Regions from separate parts of the Mus musculus genome. Here region 1 is linked to region 2. A link is a contact called in public promoter capture Hi-C data. All regions are on one chromosome and are shown on one strand. Each heading gives the region's core, a stretch centred on a gene start, on an enhancer-like site or on the middle of the called end of the contact. The rest is flanking DNA. Distances are from core to core; before and after follow the strand shown. Region 1 overlaps Dlgap2 (DLG associated protein 2). Region 2 holds the start of Erich1 (glutamate rich 1).

Region 1 (6,536 bases), core at 2,632-5,131, 550 kb before region 2:
CTGCCAACAATCATGGTTGGTTTTATACCTACATTAAACCAACCCCCCCCCCCCAAATGAACGTGCCCACAGTCAATCTCACCTAGATGGTGATTCACTCTGATTCCCAGATGGTTCTAGATTGTCTCAAATTGGCAATGAATTCTAACCACCATAGTAGCTATGCCCATGGGCACTGGGTATGATGAGAAAGCCGAGTAACACACAGCCATTGCTGTAAGCCTGTTGGCCACACAGGAGCAGCACAGAGAGTAGCCCATTCTAGGCTGCCCATGCTCACTGATTCTATGTAGGAGACCAACAGACCTAGGTGGGCTGGCAAAGAAGGTGGATGTTGGACTAGGATGGACCTATATGCTTGAGTCAGCATAGTGACATAACAGCTTCATGGCTTTGAACCTATGACTCATGTGATGACCAGTTCAGAAGGAAGTGAGACCAGAGGGCACAGGCATTGCTGGCCACGCATAGGGCAGGAGAAGGACACCAACTCAGCTAGCTGTCACAGTCCTCTCAGATGTTTCTTTCTGTATCTCTGCTCTATGTCTGACTCCTCCATCACTGTGCATGAGCATCCGTATGCTGCTGCATACAGGTGACGATCCAGCCCCCTGCACATCCTCTTGCCCCTCACACCATGTGGATTTCACTTCTTCGTTTATGTATTTAAGTTTCCAATGGCTAAAAAGGCCCCACCGAGGTTTAGTAAGTCAGTACAGAGGACAGTCACTAACCTTTAAGACTAGATTGGCCCATAATTTCCCATTTCTCTCTTTTATGCTTATTTTAAAGAGGATATTTCTTTATAACCAAAAGCTATTTTTAAGAGGACAACCACATTTTAACAGAATGTTCTTATTTTCATGTTGGTGTTTAGCAATTGTGGAAATGATGTGATTTCTAACAAAAAAAAACCCGCGGAGGCTATTAATATCAGGATATTGGTATTAGACACCATTCAAATTTGACTAGATTCTGCCTGTGCACACGGTTCCCATGGCAACCAGCACTGTATCTTACAGGAGGCGGTGCCTCCCCACCCTAAGAATTCTACCATCAACACAGTCCCAAATGTGGGACTTCATTTTCTGAAGAAGCTCTCATATGGTGAGGGCTCAAATACCACCCTGGCGAAAACAGTCATCATTTCTTTCTTCATTGTTAGTTTCCTGAAAATATTGCAGGCACAACTAATTATTTTTAAAAAAGAAAAGAATTTTCTAGTCAAAGGCTACGTGAGTGTCCACATGCATGACTGCCAAGGGTTCCTTTAATAAGCCATAGCTTTATGGGTCTTGCTATCGCCGAGCCAGACGAATAATTTTGTTCTTTAGAAAATTCCTCAGCAAGCCATTCAATGCCCCCCTCCCTCCCCGATTTGGACAGTGGGCTTAGTGAAAGGAGACAGACATCAGGATGCAGTTGCTTGTGTCCAGGAAGTGGGAGGGATAAGAGAAAGGTGGGGGACGTGGAAAAATGTGAGGTGAGGTGTATGTACCACAAGATGAAGGATCAGCATTTTGCACCTTTGAGGTACTTCCCCCTCACCTCTAGGGAACCCCGACTCCCTGTCCTATGGCACAGGGTGGCAGAAGTCTTAACTACTGGGAGCAGAGAGCTAAAGCAGAAATAGCCAGGATTTAACCCAATCCTCTAAACCAAGTGTTTAGGTCTCTTTCCCTGACTTTGGCATCAATATTCATTTTTAGTGCACAAACTAGGTGCTGATTGAGAGGATTAAGTTGATGAGGTCATCCTGTCATAAGCTGCAATGAGAGGTAAGGCCCCTGAGGTGGGGACCTGGTACCCTATTCCATCCAGCCCTAAGACCAGAGGGTCTCTGTTCCCATGAGTCTACTTCATCTGCTCAGGACTTAAAGCACAGCGTCATAAAGCATCGAGTCTAACGCTCTGGAGCAGTGTGGGTTCTGCTTCTCATTGTTAGCGATGATCAGTTCTAAAGATGGCCGTTTTAGAGGTTGCCCAGCTCCTGGCGCCTTGCTGCTTTGACTAAGCCACATGTGTCACAGGGGCAAAGTCATCTCTGCTTCACCGCAGCGCACAGCAGTAGCTTAAGCCACAAAGCTACTGTGGAAAACATGAGGTTTAAACCTAAAGAGGATGACCCAGCAATGCTTCTGCAATGAATAAGAGATGAAAGAAGGCCAGTGTGGGTTAAAGGGCACAGGCAGGGCTCCATGCCCAAATGCCCAAGGGTCCCAGAGTGGTCACAGATGAGGGTGCCTCCTTCAACGTCGACAAAGCTGCAGTTTTAGGGAGAGTATTTTGTGTATGTATGAAGATAAGAAATACTGGGAGTCAATGCCCCTGAGCTAGGAACAGATGCTGTTGAGATCTACTGGTGCAGGCTTATGAGGTAGAGGGGAGAAAAAGGAAGAAGATACCGGGAAAGTGGAGGGGTGTACTGGCTGGTTTTGTGTGTCAACGTGACACAAGCTGGAGTTATCACAGAGAAAGGAGCTTCAGTTGAGGAAATGCCTCCATGAGATCCAACTGTAAGGCATTTTCTCAATTAGTGATCAGTGTGGGAGGGCCCATTGTGGGTGGTGCCATCCCTGGGCTGGCAGTCTTGGGTTCTATAAGAAAGCAAGCTGAGCAAGCCAGGGGAAGCAAGCCAGTAAGTAACATCTCTCCATAACCTCTGCATCAGCTCCGGCTTCCTGACCTGCTTGAGTTCCAGTCCTGACTTCCTTTGGTGATGAACCAAGGTGTGGAAGTGTAAGCTGAATAAATCCTTTCCTCCCCAACTTGCTTCCTGGTCATGATGTTTGTGCAGGAATAGAAACCTGACTAAGACAAGGGGGAAGGAGGTGTGTGGAGGTACGCCATGTTTACAGAATGCCTTTGTCTGTCCAGATGCCTCACATTCTTTTGTAGCTTTTCAAGGCTGTGTGACTGTTATGCAGAAGGGTTACAAGCCCCCACCCCTGAAGAGAGCTGGCTCTGCAGGTGGTGAGAACCCGGTCTGACTGTGTGTGTCCTACCCATGACTCTAACTCAGGTATTCCTTGAGTGTCTCCATCACTCAGCCCCAATACAAGGGTCCTCTCCATAGTCTATGGCTGCTGGGGACACATAGCAAATCTTCTTGGGAGCCAGTCTGTCTGCTCCATGTTTAATTAGGGTCAGCCTGAGTAAGAAGATGGCCCAGCCGAGCTGTGGACAGTTTCATCCCAGCAAATAGCCCCATCTTAACTCTCCCAAGCTTTACCCCAATGTCCGAGCGCAGACCCAACTGGGCACTGTTTCTTCAATGACCTGCAAGAAATGGTTTGGAAAAAAACAAACAAACCAGGGCTTGGTAAGTTTCCCACTCTGCTTTTCTTCTCTGAAGAAAACCCCATATTTGCGTATAGGGTTTGAGCGTGTGGCTCTCAGGGCAGAATCATTCCCTGTTTCTGATAGGTCTAGGGTTCCTGGGAGCCCCAAGTCAGTCCCAGCTTACACTCTCCTGGTGAGAAGCAGGGCAGCACACAGGCCTGCTCTACCTGCTGCCCAAGTGGCTTCATCTCCCAGCACAGAAATCCAGTTTGGGTTCTCCTCTGCCTGTGATACAGTTCTGAGCATCTCGCCTGGATGTATGTTTGAAGAAGGCCAGACTGCCCAGTCTGCCGCTTGCAGTGTCCAGAGGTCAGGAGTTCTGCTGAGTTGATGACAACTCTGCACTAAGCGTGTGGGCTAGCTGGGTGACACCCAGGGCTCACAGGCCATCAAGTGTGACTGGCTGACAGTGTCATCCACGTCTTTCTAACGTAGACTTATGGGCTGGTTCCAGAGTCCTTCTACAAAGTATTCTTTGAAATGTGCTGTAGTACCAGGCCCTGGCCAGCTGTCTGTGCAGTGAGACCCTGGGGAGCCAGCGAACACACTTGTTTACTCTCCGCCAGAGTCATGTGCAGCCCGTGGCTGGCCCTGCCTCACAGTGAAAACTGCACAGGAACCCTCTCAAGAGATCTAAAACAGGCAGAGTGATTGGGGGCTTATATCCAAGGAAATCTTTTGAGAGTTTAGAGCCTAAAGTCATTAGATCTTATGGAACAAGAGAGCAGGGAATTGGAATTTACTTCACGGTCTGTCTGTCCCCCCTTGCCTGCTTCTGAGAGCTCGGACAATTGCTGTTGAAAGTCTGTAGGGGGGTGAAACCTGGTTGGATCATAGGGTGCTGTCTATACAGAAGGACACACAACCCTTGACATAGGAATCTGAGTATTCATGGGCTAGTTTCATGTCCTTGGCACAGTCAAGTCACACCTCATGATCCAGATTCCCAGGTCCCAGCACTGGGTTATGATAGCCCACTACTCTGAATCAGATCTCAGAGCACAGAGGGAATTCCAAGTATCTGCAGGCAACAGGCAGTGGGGTGAATGGGCCACGGCTGCCCCGTTCTTTTGTTCCCCCAAATCACAACATTGCCAATATGATGCATACAGAAGAGAGCAGCGTGGTACAAGTACTTTCAATATGATGCCTTAAAACATGTACTTTTTTCCCCATTAATAAACAGTCCTGAATTTAGAAATATAAAAAGAAGATAAGGTTTAATAACTTCAACATCTTTCACTCGCCTCTCATCTCTTTTGTCCCTCAGACAGCAGTTTTAAAAGAATATGTCCCCCGGATCTTCACGGGGCAATTAAAAACAAATGTTTAGACAAGGCCCGTCTCCTCAACAGGGCTCATCTATGGCCTCTAACCCCTTGAATTCAATGTGTGCAGCCTGTCTGCGTGTTTATCTGAAGCTTGGAGCAGCTCTGGAACGCAGAGGCCATTTCTCAGGCTAAATTTGGCAGCCGCTTTTGTGGAGAAAGCAAAACAAATCCGTGAAGAATGTTATGTGTGGCAGTCTTCGTTTCACAGCTGATCTTCACAAATGTCTTCGCCAAGGGGGGATGGGTGGGGACAGACATCTGTGCCTGTCACAAGGGTGTGTGCGGAAACTGTACTGCAGGTTCAGAATACCAGGTTCAAGTCCTCCTGATCTCTGTGCGGTGACTAGCCTGTCTGAAGGCTGTGGGATCGGGGTTGCTGACAAGCATCAAAGAGCTTATGGGATGGATGTAATGGCGGTCATATTTTGTAGATGGAGTCACCACACACATAAAGAACAACTGAAACAGGTGATTACATTATATAACATATAGTATGGAGAGAAGCAAATGTTTGCCTGGCCTTCTTAGTTATATGTATCTCATATATGTATATATGTATATGCATATGTATGTGTATGTGTGTATGTATGTGTATGTATATGTATGTGTATACATACACATACATACACAAATATACATATACATCATATACATATATATGAGACCAAGGCCTCACTGTAAACCTGCCAATGTGTCAGGTGACCACAAATAGGAAATAGGTCACTAACAACTCATAGTCTGAGGGTTCATCACCTTTGCCCTTGGAGACAGCTTTCGTGGAGAAAGCCTGAGCCTCAATGGTAGAAAAATCACCCATACCCCCTGCTTCTTTTCTTGGTTCCCCACTACTGGGGGAGGAGTGTTGATCCATGCCCAGCAAGGGGACTGAACCTACCCACTTGGATGCTGAGAGCTGTTTCTATCTGTCAGCATCCCATCAATAATCATGGGGAATCAACAGAAATATATCCGTACCCTACTACTAAAATAATAATAATAATAAAAATGTAAAGATAGTGAGGTTTAGTCTTTAAAGGAGTTCTAGAAATGAATCAATGCATGAACACAGTGATTCTAGTGATATGTTGGGCAGGAGATCTGATGGTTACGAAAGGCTGATGACTGACATTTTCCTTCCCAGGAGCTATAAACTGTATTAAGGTAATGAAGCTAGCTACTTTGGCTTAACATCTTGGAGTTCACAGTCATGCCCAGGTCGAAACCCTTCCTCTGTCCTCAGTGTAAGTGGGCAGGTGTGCTGGGCTCTTTCCAAATGAAGAGCCTCAGACAGCAGAAATGGTGATACTTTGCCAAAGCTTCAAAGATCAGAGACAGTGGCGTGAGCCTTGGAGGGCTGGACACTGACAGGCCACCAGTTATATCCTATGTTTGCTCTTCCAGGCTGTGGTGAAAATAGACACCTGGTCTTTCATTTTAATCACTCAAAAGAGTCATTAAAAACCATGTATATGTGTATATGCTATATAATATACATAAAATAATAAAAGCCTCTATAAAAAGAGTCTATTACTAGCCATGATCATTGTTGCTATTATTTATGGATCCTTTAGTAAACATGTCAGAGGAAATGGGTTTGCTATAGTGGTGGTATTGTCAGGGAGTGTATGGATCCAGGTTTTCTGGATGTCTAAATATACCTTCCACCCTACCATCAAAAGGCAGCTTACACTCCACAGTCTTCAGTCTCAGGTATCTGCCTGAGTGACCTTGGGGGGAGGGGACAACGTTCTCTTTGCATGTGAAGAAGCAGGACATTAATGTCTATAGGTGACTCCTCTGCTGAGAATAATGAGCCTCCTAACACTTAGTCAGCATTATTATTTCCTTCTTATTTCCAGCAAG
Region 2 (6,784 bases), core at 2,837-5,336:
CTTCCATCTCAGGCAAACGAAAGGAGCACAGTGGTGCTTGCTGTGAGCTCTTTTGGGTCGTGGACTTGTACCAAAACAGAAAGAAAGACTGTCCCTGGGCACGCATCCAGTGTTGGGATGAAGCCATTTGACGTTATAGGAGTAACATGTGAGCATGAATGGCACTTGCTCCTATGAAGGAAATATACAGTGTTATTGGAAAAGGAAAAGGACAGGGAATTATTTGTGACCCTAGGGGAATACTGTGTGGTGTCATTACATACAGTCTTCCTCTAGGTTTGGCACACAGCGGGTCCCGAGACATGGATTCCAGTGAGTTATTTGAAAAACTTATTATCTCTGGAAACTAAACAGGAATAAAGAGTGGGAAAGGGAAAAAAGGGATAATGAAGGATGTGTCACCAAGGCGATCTTTCAGGCAACAAGGACTCGATCCTATTGAAGATTCTTAGTGGAATAGTCTGAGATACACTCCACAATTTCTTCCATCCTCTCTCCCCCCTCGACTCCCCCTACTGAGCAACTTGAATAATATCAAAGAAAGCTATTGTAGAGTTTGAGTTGAATGAGGTAAATCCAGAAGTTGACTTCTGCCCAAGCTCCCAGGAAGCTTGGGATTTGGGACAGAAAAGAATGAGGTAAGAGACCGTTCCAGCAGTGGGAAGAACAGACCCAAAGACCCAGAGACAAGGAAAGACTTATCTTTTCTTCTAAATGACTAATGAAATTAGGAAGTGCTCGATGCCTGACCCTACCCATGGGGGTTGGAGGTGAGGTTGTGCAGAGTCTATGGCGCAGCAGCAACACATCTGAACACTGCTGCAAGCTCCTTTAATACCCTCCACTCACACCCCATTGGTCCCAAGAAAGCATCTCTTCTAAACTGCAGTTCCTGATTGGCTGGCATTGTCTAAACCAGCAATCCTTGGTCTCTTAGGCAGTCCTCAATTAGGTCCTCCTGCAGGAGATACTTTTAGGGCTGTGTGCCCTCATCCCCCATGTTTACCTAGAGGTGCCCAGCCATTCCTGCTACAAGGAAGAACTGTGAGACCATCTTGAATGAGAACTAACAGATAATGAATTGGGAGGTTCTATAACACATTTAAAGGCCTTGGAATAGTGTCTTAAAACACAGCATAATTTTGTGTGGGATTTTGACCAAGACATTAGGATTTTCTTCAAGTCACTTGTAGACAGAGATGTTTTTATTTTTTTTTCCCAATATATAACATTTTTATTTCCTTTTCTTGTCTCATTACATTAGCTAAGGTTTCTAGAATGATATTGAAAATCAGTTGTTAGAGGGAATATCATTCTGGTCCTGTAATGGGCTACAGCAAGTGACTTTTTAAAATGTTTATTCTACTTTATGTGTATGAGTATTTTGCTCGAATGTATGCAAATGCACCAGTGTCCATGCTCGATGCTCTCGGAGGGCAGAAGGTGTCAGATCTCCTAGAAATACAGCTCCAGGTGGTCATGAGCAACCATGTGATGCAGGAAACCAAACCCAGGTTCTGTGCATGACCGGCAAGAGTTCTTAACCACTGAGCCATCTCTCCTGCCCTGCAGTGATTGCTTTAGACTTTTCAAAGATCTTTATGGTGGGTATGAACAGAAGAGATGGTAAGGTAGGAGGGTAAGAATGAAAAACAGCAACAGGAGTAGGGAAGAGATCAACTTGAAAAGGAGACAAACTAGATGGGATCTTTGTGAGTAGATCTGTCAGGGACAGGGGAGAGAGACAGAAGTGGCCGTGTTTCCATGGTGTCTTAGGGTTTTACTGCTGTGAACAGACACCATGACCAAGGCAAGTCTTATTGAAAAAAAAATCAACATTTAATTGGAGCTGGCTTACAGATTCAGAGGTTCAGTCCACTACCATCAAGGTAGGAGCATGGCAGCATCCAGGCAGGCATGGTGCAGGAGGAGCTGAGAGTTCTACGTCTTCATCCAAAGGCTGCTAGTGGAAGACTGATTTCCAGGCACCTAGGGTGAGAGTATTAAGCCCACACCCACAGTGACACACTTACTCCAACAAGGCCTCCAAATGGTGCCTCCCTGGTGCAACAATATACAAATCACACATGGCTAGCCTGGCATCTGAGTGAATGGTGCTTGTGGTCAACTGAGCGTGATACAGGAATCCTGGTGTTTGCTGGAGTTCTTGGGAGTGTAGAAGCTGGCGTGGTGGTCCACATCCAGCACCTTCTGTTTTCCTTAACCGGCAGGCTTTTGTGCCTAGGATTCCAAAGGTGGTAAAGATCTGCCCTGAACAAACACGACTGTGAATCAGGGGATCTCGTCTTTGACGTGGCCACAGGACAGTTGTCACTGGTCATCCTCTCTAGTCAGTCTTAGGTCTCCTCATCTCTCAGTTTTCCAAAGCCCAGAAGTCTTTGTGGCTCAATTCTTAACCACCATTGTGGCCATGCTGGTTCCCTCCATGATCTCCTAAGTTTATGCATCGAAAGCCACACAGCACAAGTTAACAAAGGGCTTCCCAAAGGCCCCCCATGATGATCCTGAAACCCCAACTTTTCAGCTTCTGAACCAAAACTCTGAACCCATTCTAAACTTTCACTTTTCTACCACAGACCAATCTGATGAGTCAGAAAATTTCCTTTGCTTTGCCTGCAAACACATCCACACTCTGACTACTCTTCCCACAACCTTCTATGTCACAACTCAGATGCTAACGATCAACATTTCCCTTATGGCAATGGGCTAGCAATGGACTTTTGCTTCATCTGCTACAACCTCCTTTTAACCGAGAGACAGAAGCCACTTCCTTGACATTTACATTGGGTCATTTCACTTCGAAGCTCAATGCATCAATTTTACACATCTCCGTTTGAAGTTGCTTCTTCCATGATCTTTACCAGTAAAGTAGAAGAAAGCAGCAGAGACCTATTATTAAATACTGATTTATTGATTCATTTCATGACTTATTCAAAGCACTGCTTGTCCTGCTTATTTGACAAGCATGTCTTTACTGGCTACTTGGAACATAACGACCTGGAGAAATAGCAGAAACATTGGGCTATGTTACCCTTAACAACCTGCTGACTGCCTCTTAGGCATCTGTAAAATTTCGCTTGCTTGCCCACCCCACCTTGTGGTTTTAGAGTATAAAACGCAAACAACAGACTGGAGCCCAACCAAGCCTTTCAGGAGCAACCCTGGCTTGAGTCCATCTGCGACATCTCTTCGCTTCTACTCTCACTGATGTCCGAGTGAGTGTTCCAGAGAGTCCTGCAATAGCAACAACCGCGCGCCTTCTCTCCTTCCAGATCCAAACCTGCGTTAGATAGGCTCTAAAAATGTTTTGAGCATTCTCTTCATAACATCAGGTCTTCCTCTTTCATCTTCTCAAAGATGAAACCCAAATCATTTGCTCCTGCATTATTTCCCTTCAAAGAGCCCATCTCTTTGGAATATGGTCCTTACAGTCTTCTTGGTCATGCTCCTCTATCTGACCTTTCATGAACGTTACCACCAGCTTGCAGACCATGTAGGAACTTGGCAGTCATGTTTCTGAAGACGCAGTTCAAGGGTGAAGACTCAATGTCAACAGGGAACAAGGGCTCCAGCGCGGTAACACAGCTGGTCTAAAAGCAAAGTGGAAGACGACACAATGAGAGGGATTCGTAGACGCGAAACAGATGGGAGCATCTCCAGCCGTGCAGCGGTACAACTGGCAGACGTGGTGAGGGGCGCGCGGAACGGATTGCAGGTGTCTGGGGAACCTTGCCTTGCTTCAAGCCTCCAGACCTTCCTTCTCTCCTCAGCAACCTTTCTCCAGCTTGCACTCCAAGTTCCGCAAGTGTGCAGAGCCGGTACTGTCCCCAGCTGTGTCTTGGCCCACGTCCATCACAGGGGCAAACCGCAAACCACAGGAGCAGAGCTTTCAGGCCGTCTGCCTTCCGCGCAGGCTCCAGAGCCAGGCTCCTAGAGGCAGAGTTTAAGCCACGCCCGGGCCGCATACGAACCAATCCGCCCCCGAATATGGATGATTGACATCCAGCGGCGGGGAATTCGGGTCCGGATTAGGCACTCCTAATATTGTGGGCGGGCCTACACGAGAGGAATCCGGAAGCGCCGCGCGACTGGTGGCGGCTGGGGCCAGAGATCCCGGCTGGGGTCCAGTATGTCTTCTCTTCGGAAGCAGGGTAGGCAGGAAGCGCGGAACGCGAACGGAGACTGGATCCGAGATACCCAGGGGTGGCGGACGTGGTAGGCTGATGGCCCTGAGCACTGAGGGATCGTAGGGGCTACAGGGACCTTGAGTGTCTAGGGCAAGATGGGACATGCTGGGCCCTGAGGTACCCTTCTTGTGGTGGCTTCCCCTTCCTGCTGGCTGGGTCTGGCGCTGTCGCAGCTTTTAGGGGCCTTCGTTCTCCCTGGACCACACTAGTGGAGCAGAGGCCTCACCGGACTCTGGGATCTTCTTTGCTGGGGCGGAGCTGGCGCGTGGGGATGGGGATTGGGGTGGTGGGTGGAGGACACAAGACCTAGAGTCTGGAGGATTGCCTTTACCTAGGGCAGCCAGGCCTGCAGTCATCTCTGGGTTAGTACCCTGAGGTCCTGAAGTGCAGTTCATGTGATAGGAGTAGAGAATATGAGACTTTTCTGTGTTTAAAACATGCTTCTCTCTTGTGAAATGGGAGGGAGGTGGAGGAGACGGCTAGTGGCAACTGTATATAGTTAATAAGTATCTGCTTAAAAAGCAGGAAACTAATTTCTCTGCAAGCAAGAAAACCATGAACAAATTAGTATAGTCCCCATCCTTAACTAGCGACTTTCCACTTCAGCCTCAGTGACTTAAGTTTCATCAAACTTTATGGGGGTGGGGCGGGGGGGGGGGTTGGAAGTAAGATGATCTCAGGGATCAGAAAGGACAGATATAACCCTTTCAAAACAGTCTGATCTGATGTTGTGTTTCAAGATGAACATAAGTGTTCTTTACTGAGCAGCAAAACCTTTTTCTAATCCTTGCAAGGAAGAGGATACAAACACTTTATAGGTTCAGCTGTTTCCTGGGTTGACGCCACACCCTGTGCTTTCTCTTCTTGAATTCCCTTCTATGTTCGAGATGCTTCAAAACTTGGCATTAAATGCAAGGAATTATATCATCTATAAAGCACCTCGCCAACTTTAAGACTCTTTTTAACCTCAGTAAATTAAGGTAAAATGCAGGAAAGCTTTTGGTCGTTTTAATCAGACACTAAACTACTCTCTGAAAACAGTCTCTTTTTCTGTTGAAGAGACTATATGACAGAATTATCAGGTAAAATGTAAATAGTTGAAGGATACTGTGTTTTCCAAAGAGTGGGGCTTGTGAACCCAAAACATAAACCTGGAAGTAGGCATTTAAGCCTGAGAAGGCCAGCTAGGATGCCTCATGGTGGTTATATGGGGATGGAGGAGGGAGGGAAAGCATGAGAGAGATGGGAAGAAAGGTTTCTAGGAAAGACTCAGCTTGGTAATGAATAAGATACCGAAAGAGACCTAGATCAGAGCTTCAGGCCAGCCGCAGTGTCTGGATTGGGCAGCGTTAACACTGCTATGGCTAGAGGAGACCACAGAAGGAGGCCTAAAGGAAGAACCTGACTGATCTGGTTACCCACATGATGTCATGCAGAACGAGGCAGCAAGTTCCTTTGTTTGCCTGCAGAGAAAGAGCAGCAGATGTGTAGGGAGAAGACTTCGTGTTTGAAGGACAAAGAGAAATACCAAGGACCTGAAAAATATTATAAATAGTATAACGTTCCACCCTAAAGCCCCAGCCCAGAAAGTTTGAGTCCACAGGACAGGGGTAGTAAGGAAATGTGAGCAGCAGTTTTTCTTTGATAGCCTTCCCATCTGTAGAGCCACAGAACCCACACGTGAAAATAAGTGGTTCTCAACCTTCCTGATGCTGTGGCCCTTTAATACAGTTTCTCAGGTGGTAGTGACCCCCAACCATGTTACTTTGTTGCTATTTCAGAACTGAAATGTTGCTACTGTTGTGAATCACAATGTAAGTATCTGTTTTTTCTCATAGTCTTAGGCGACCCCTTTTGGGGTCCCAACCTATAGGTTAAGAACCGTTGGTCCAGAACATCTTTTCCAGTCACTGCGTCTTTATGTCGAACCCCAAATTTGTCTGATTGAAAAACAATGAACTGGAAAAGTAGAATTCTTGGTACAAAAATCATAATCTATCTCATGGCCTCAGTTTCTAAGTGCTGCTTACAGACTTGCCTCGTGGGTGGCAGCTGCCATTTCTTAGCTCAGTCTGTCTGGGTGAGAAGGCAGTGCTGTACGCTGAGCAGTTGACGAAGCTTCCATTATAGTCTGGAACAGGACCAGCCCACCTGGTCCAGGAGTACTCTTTGCTCTCTCTCCTGCTACAATGTATTGACAGATCCCAATGAAAGTTCTTGCAGCCTTACCTGGGGCTTATCTCCTGCATGGGTAGTTAATTGTGTGACGATTGCTATTTTTAAAACCCTCTAGGAGAAAAAGCTTTGAACAAAATGTACCCAGATTCTTTTTTTTTTTTTAATTTTTAAGTACTAAAAATTTTTTAAAGTTTGAGCAAATAGATTTTTTGTGTTTGTTTGTTTGTTTGTTTGTTTCTAAGACAAGGTTTGGTTGTATAAGCCAGGCTGGCCTTGTACATGATTAGAATCTTAAAACCATGGTCTCCTTGTCTCAGTCTTGGATTACTGAATTGTGAGTATGTACCACAATGCCAGGCTCTCTAGTATATTTCTGCTACTTGGAGATAGATTCTAAT

What was found. Promoter capture Hi-C pulls out the DNA fragments that hold promoters and counts their contacts.
Region 1: a promoter capture Hi-C map of second pharyngeal arch cranial neural crest shows a contact between it and region 2, with 4 times the contacts expected there. The contact joins the enhancer-like site here to the promoter of Erich1 in region 2. A contact is called at or near these places in 9 of 39 promoter capture datasets (the 3T3-L1 cell line, 3T3-L1-derived adipocytes, embryonic stem cells and 5 more) and 7 of 115 datasets of contacts at active chromatin or transcription factors (SST interneurons, astrocytes, embryonic basal ganglia and 3 more).

What each region holds. Positions count from the first base shown.
Region 1 is chr8:14,636,531-14,643,066 of GRCm38.p6, reverse strand. All of the region lies in intron 4 of Dlgap2 (DLG associated protein 2), which reads right to left. Among named protein-coding and RNA genes, the nearest start is that of C030037F17Rik, 130 kb to the left of the region's middle. Within about 2 kb of position 3,881, at least 53 of the 459 cell types and tissues checked have an H3K27ac peak or open chromatin away from gene starts, as enhancers often do. A contact at or near this core is called in neural tube and second pharyngeal arch cranial neural crest, where this site is marked.
Region 2 is chr8:14,087,629-14,094,412 of GRCm38.p6, reverse strand. It overlaps Erich1 (glutamate rich 1), which reads left to right and starts at 4,086. Exons shown (of 6, transcript NM_001034862.2): 1 at 4,086-4,172. The coding sequence starts at 4,151.